2 separate regions of the Mus musculus genome follow, and region 1 is linked to region 2. The links are chromatin contacts, called in public Hi-C maps. All regions are on one chromosome and are shown on one strand. The core of a region is the stretch at or near the end of the contact, and the rest is flanking DNA. Distances in the headings are between cores, read along the strand shown. Region 1 overlaps Anapc7 (anaphase promoting complex subunit 7). Region 2 overlaps P2rx7 (purinergic receptor P2X, ligand-gated ion channel, 7).

Region 1 (2,700 bases), core at 18-2,517, 230 kb after region 2:
AGGGCAATCTGTGGGAGCTGCCTGTCTTACCGTGTAGGTCTCAGGACTGACCTCGTCAGTCTTAGTGGCATCGTTACCCAAACCACTAAACCTGTTCCCTGAAACTTCAAAAAAATTTTTTCTTTTGCAGACAGGCTGACCGGGAACTCACTCTGTAGACAAGGTTGGCCTCAAATTCACAGATCTACCTGCCTCCCAAAGGCTGGGATTGAATGCGTGCACCACCATTGCCCAGCATATATATACTCTTAAACGTAACAAAAATAGAAAAGAAAAAAAAAGAATTCAATTTTATTCCCAAACCAGTGAAAGCACAGAGATTACCGTGGGTCAGAACAAACGCCCCCACCTCCTGTGATAGCCCATGCTGCCTCTGGACTCCGGATGCTAGCAAGAAGGCCAGTGGCCCTGCAGTAGAATCCCGAGCCAGAATACCCTCTTCATAGCATCATATAAACTTAGGAATGTGCCAGAAGCAAGAAGAACAAAACTCAGAGAATTCCCATGGCTCAGAACTAGTCAACTGACCGAAGGCTTCTGGACCAGACTAAACTAGTTCAAAAATAAAGTGAGATGAACACAACAACTACCAAGTGGTGTTAGCTGGTTTAAACCAACCCAAGCAGGTCTAAGCCACATCTGGCTGTGTAAAGCACTTTAGCAGGCTCAGAGCTGCTCGGTCATCTGTAAGCCTCAGGGAGAGGAGGATGCTGCGGGGGAAGGACAACAGAACATGCAAGTGTAGTACTCACTGAGCAGCTCTGCTTTCTTCACCACGGCCTTGACGTAGTCCGGCCTCTGCGCCAGGGCTTTATCTAACAGAGTTTTGGCTTTCTCCTGGGTCACTGGATCTTCCAGACACACGGTGGCTAACAGCGTAAGCGTCTGAGCGTTTGCACCCAGAGTTTTGTAAACATTGTTGGCCATCACCATTGCTTCTCGGATGCTGTTAGAAGCTAAGTAACACTCTATGAGACCTGAAACACAGAGAGCAGAGATGCCAGGCAGGATGGCTCACCAGCCCCTCCTGAGCTCTGCCCCAGGCTGCGCCCACTCCCGCAGCGCCTTCCTTCACTCTAGTGTTCTAAGGAGCTGTGAAGAATGACCCAGCAAGGCCCTCTAGCTATAAAAGCAGATTTTTCTTTTTCTTGACTTCAAATTTTTCTCTTCAACTTTGACCTCATCTTCCTGTTACGAGGCAGACTGCTGAGCTTATTGTTAATTCCTACGACGAGGTCTAGAGGGACAGGATCTTGGAAGAGCTATTTTAGTGTCAGTGACTCAGTCACCAAATGTCGCTAAACCTGGCACAGCTCTGCTGGGCTGCAGTGACATCCAGCCTCAAAAGAAATATTAACAATAAAAACTGTTTTAAAAAGCAGCTCAGCTGCCCAGGCTGGAGAAACTCAGAGTTCCGTGTCACAGCTGCTGCTTTCCCCAGCTGCCCTGCCTCTAACACAGCACAGCACCAGCAAACTCTGACCAACACCACTGCCATCTGGGCGCAGCTGTCAGGCCGACACCGCATCGGCAGGTCCCCGGCTTACCTTCGTAACAGTCCAAGCGACAAGGCGCAAGCCTGATGGCCTCCCGAAAGTGTATGATGGCTTCCTGGACCCTCCCCATGTTCCTAAGCGCCGCCCCCTTGAGTAACAGAGCCTGGACGCTGTTGCTGTTCAGCTGGATGGCCTTGGCACCTAAGTACAGGGCCCGAGAGTAGCGCTTGCTATAGAAGCTGTGGCATCTGGGGAAAAAAAAACCACAAGTTCTCTGAGAGAAGCCTCTGAAGAAGGCTTAACACCAGACTATAGAGAATTTCTGAATCCTAGCACTTGGGAAGCCGACAAACTGTCTTTAAAAACAAACTAGGGCTGGTGAGATGGCGCAACAGGTAAGAGCACCGACTGCTCTTCGAAGGTCCTGAGTTCAATTCCCAGCAACCACATAACCATCATAACCATTGGAACGAGATCTGACTCCCTCTTCTGGAGTGTCTGAAGACAGCTACAGTGTACTTATGTATAATAAATCTTTAAAAAACAAACAAAAAAGCTGTCCAAGGTGCTTGCAGGCAAGCCTAGTACTTCCTAAGACCTACACTGCTCTTGCTAATTGTTCTATGACTTCCAAATATGTGTGTCAGGTACTGTGGCTCTGTGCTGGTGCGCCTCATCCCTGCCCCCAGAGGCACTGGCATTGTCTCTGCTCCTGTGCCCAAGAAGTTACTGATGTTGGCCGGTATAGATGACTGCTACACTTCAGCCAGAGGCTGCACTGCCACCCTGGGCAACTTTGCCAAGGCCTCCTTTGATGCCACCTCTAAGACCTACAGTTACCTAACCCCCAACCTCTGGAAAGAGACTTGTGTTCACCAAGTCTCCTTATCAGGAATCCACTGATCATCTTGTGAAAACCCACAGCAGTCTCTCTTCAAAGGACCCAGGCTCCAGCTGTGGCTATCAATTAAGAGTTTTTATACAGCCGGGCAGTGATGCGCACACCTTTAATCCCAGCACTTGGGAGGCAGAGGCAGGTGGATCTCTGAGTTCAAGGCCAGCCTGGTCTACAGAGTGAGTTCCAGGACAGCCAGGGCTACACAGAGAAACCCTGTCTAGAAAAAAAAACAAAACAACAACAAAAAAGTCTGTATACATGATCACAATTACAAATTATGCTTACAGCTACAAGCCAGAGATCAGT
Region 2 (2,700 bases), core at 35-2,534:
AACCAGGATGTCAAAACGGATGCCGAAGGCTTTGATCAACGTCCGCTTTTCCACATTGTTCTCCTTATAGTACTTGGCATATCTGTGGGAGAAAAGCAGCCATCTTTATAGCATCCTCTCTGACAAGTGCTGGTGTCTTATGGGGAGAAAGAACAAACTAGTAGGCATTCCAGTCTTCCTTGTCTGCTCTTGATGCCATTCTAGATCTTAATGGAGGGCAAAGATTATGTGGGGGAAGGCTATTCAAAAAAGGGGCCTCTGGACCTGAATGAGTGCCAAAGAGGGGTTTCGGAAGGTCTGAGTAGCTCCACCTTGGTACAGGCAGGTGGTGAGTTGGTGAGGGGCACTGGACAAGGTGCTTTTCTTCACATAATGGATTAAATAATGTCCTCCCCGAAAGAAGATAGGCTCAAGTCACCCCCCAACCCCAGGCCAGCACCACAATGATGACCTTATTTGGAAACAGAGTTTTTGCACATGTAAATAAAACTCTCAAGATGAGATTCCTGGAGGTCCTACATCCCATGATTAAGCAGGCATCCTTATAAATTAAGTGGAGAACCTTAATTTATAAGGTTTATTTATTTTTTTCAACCCTTCAGGGATGAAAGCAGAGGTTGTTCAGCTATGAGGTAAGAGATTCCCGAAGCAGATAAAGATGGAGGAGGCAAGAGAAGACCTTCAGAGAGCGACAGCCCTTCTGACACCTGGTCTGCTCAGACTTCTAGTCTCTATGAGAGAATGTCTACAGCCTGATGCAATTTATAGTAATCTGCTATAGCACCAAAGGAAACTAATATGTACCCAAACATGTTCTGGAGCCAAGAAGTGCATCTTATCTCCCCTGTATCATACGTGAGTCAACGGAATCGGGCGCTCACCAAAGGACATTCTGTAGTGTATCTTCTTCATTTTAGTGTGTGTGTGTGTGTGTGTGTGTGTGTGTGTGTGTGTGTGTGTGTAGACCAGAAGTCTGTATCAGGAATCTTCCTCAATCACTCTCTCTGCCTTATTTCATCAGACCTGTTCTCTCTCTGAACCTTCTGAACACCAGCTTGTCTGGACCAGTTGGCCAGCGAGCCCCAGGAATCCCCCTGTCTCTGTTTGTGTGGCACTGGGATTCTAGGCACACACCACTAGGCTTGGTTTTCTGCACGGATGCTGGAAATCCAAACTCATGTCCTCTCGCTTGCGTGACAAGCACTTTTCTGACCGAGCCATCTCCCCAGCTCCCATAAATCTTTTTCTTGAGGACTAAGTTACATAATGTGAACTTTTAAACTTCCTGTTAAAAAAAAAAGAAAGCTATATTTTCCCCCCATACCTCATATAGCCAGTCATTTCCTTCTCTCTTTTGATGCTCTTTGAAAACAACTTGTCCTCTTGCCTATCAGATCTCCATAATTTATTTTTGTCCAAAGCTTTCTCCTGGTGCTCATTCAACAACAAATTGGCTAACGTTTTATTCTAAAGGAATACTGACGTCACAGTGCCTTCGGGTCTCAGGAGAGCTCAGATCCTACCAGGACCGAATGTTCTTAGGTTTAGCTCTGAGAGCGGCAGATGACAGCTAATGTCTGCTTGGTACACTGTCCTTGCATGCTCTGTCTGCTTGATAAATTAAAATGCCCAGGACAGCCAGGGGACCATTCATTCTGGCCATAGCCTATTCAGCACATCACATTGTTCTGCAAGGATGATCAAAAAGATATCTGAACTAAGAGCCTCTTCCTGAGCCCAGGATGAGAGTTCACCAACCCCGAGGAGGCAGAAAGCCTCAGCCAGCTTGCAGGTTGAGTCAAGGGTCTCCAGAGGGGCTGGGCATAAAGCATGCCAGTGACATATAAAGACAGAAAGGAGTGGCAAGGACAGTGACATCACAAAAGCTGTATGCTCTTTCTTCAGGGGGGCTGATCTCCAGCTCCCAGCAGTGCTGTTGTAATGGGATAGGAGCCCAGCATAATTAAAAGTTGTAAACCTTTTGTCAGATACTTCAGTTTCTCGGGAAGAAGAGCCCAGATCTTTGTGTAGAATATCACAAAGTTGAAAACATTCTGTACATGCAAAAACAGAAACAAAAACTAAAACCGGAATCTCCAGGGGATCTTGTTCCAGTGATGGTATTTGCTAAGTCGGGATAGAGAGGTAGGGCACTATGACCCTCAGCATATAAGCAAGCATCCAGGGGAGGCCCATGACCCAGGATCCAGGATAGAGCTCTGAGGACAGGCATCTGGCTCAGCAGTATTCAAATTCGAGCTAAGAGCAGAGCCCCACGGAGACCTGTGATAGTACAGGTCATGGACTGGGCCCCTATACAGTCTCACACAGGCTGAGCATCTAGGCTGGGCCCAGGAATGTGTGTTTTTGACTCACTGTGTTGCTGGTGATGAGGGCTGCTTTTGGAGAGCAGCTAGTCCACGCTGTAGACACGAAAGGCATTCATTCACAGATTTTACAAGTTGCTTCTCAGAGCCCTGTTCTCTTCACTAAGAAAGGGAGCCATGTCTGCAGGAGTGCCTGCTCTGAGAGGCTTTCCTGGCCACGTTTGCCCATCCCTTTATCTTGCTGAATTTTTTTTCAGAGCACTTTTCCATCGTTAGACGCACAATACTTCAATTTATCTGCTTGTTCTATTGAGATACCATGTGCATGTCTTATAATGCGTATGTCTTAAAGGCTCTATTCAGCAGGGAGGGG

What was found. A called contact is a pair of places that touch in the nucleus more often than the background predicts.
Region 1: a Hi-C map of bone marrow-derived macrophages shows a contact between it and region 2, with 30 read pairs. The contact joins two enhancer-like sites. A contact is called at or near these places in 3 of 484 Hi-C or Micro-C datasets (the HL-1 cell line, bone marrow-derived macrophages and nephron progenitors), 4 of 115 datasets of contacts at active chromatin or transcription factors (T-cell acute lymphoblastic leukemia, embryonic stem cells and memory CD8 T cells) and 5 of 9 other capture datasets (adipose tissue, embryonic stem cells, liver and 2 more).

Annotation. Positions count from the first base shown.
Region 1 is chr5:122,438,363-122,441,062 of GRCm38.p6, reverse strand. Anapc7 (anaphase promoting complex subunit 7) reads right to left here. Exons shown (of 11, transcript NM_019805.4): 8 at 1,548-1,744; 9 at 753-977. Among named protein-coding and RNA genes, the nearest start is that of Anapc7, 17 kb to the right of the region's middle. Within about 2 kb of position 1,267, at least 21 of the 459 cell types and tissues checked have an H3K27ac peak or open chromatin away from gene starts, as enhancers often do. A contact at or near this core is called in bone marrow-derived macrophages, where this site is marked.
Region 2 is chr5:122,667,820-122,670,519 of GRCm38.p6, reverse strand. P2rx7 (purinergic receptor P2X, ligand-gated ion channel, 7) reads right to left here. Exons shown (of 13, transcript NM_011027.4): 9 at 1-82. Among named protein-coding and RNA genes, the nearest start is that of Mir8115, 13 kb to the left of the region's middle. Within about 2 kb of position 1,284, at least 20 of the 459 cell types and tissues checked have an H3K27ac peak or open chromatin away from gene starts, as enhancers often do. A contact at or near this core is called in bone marrow-derived macrophages, where this site is marked.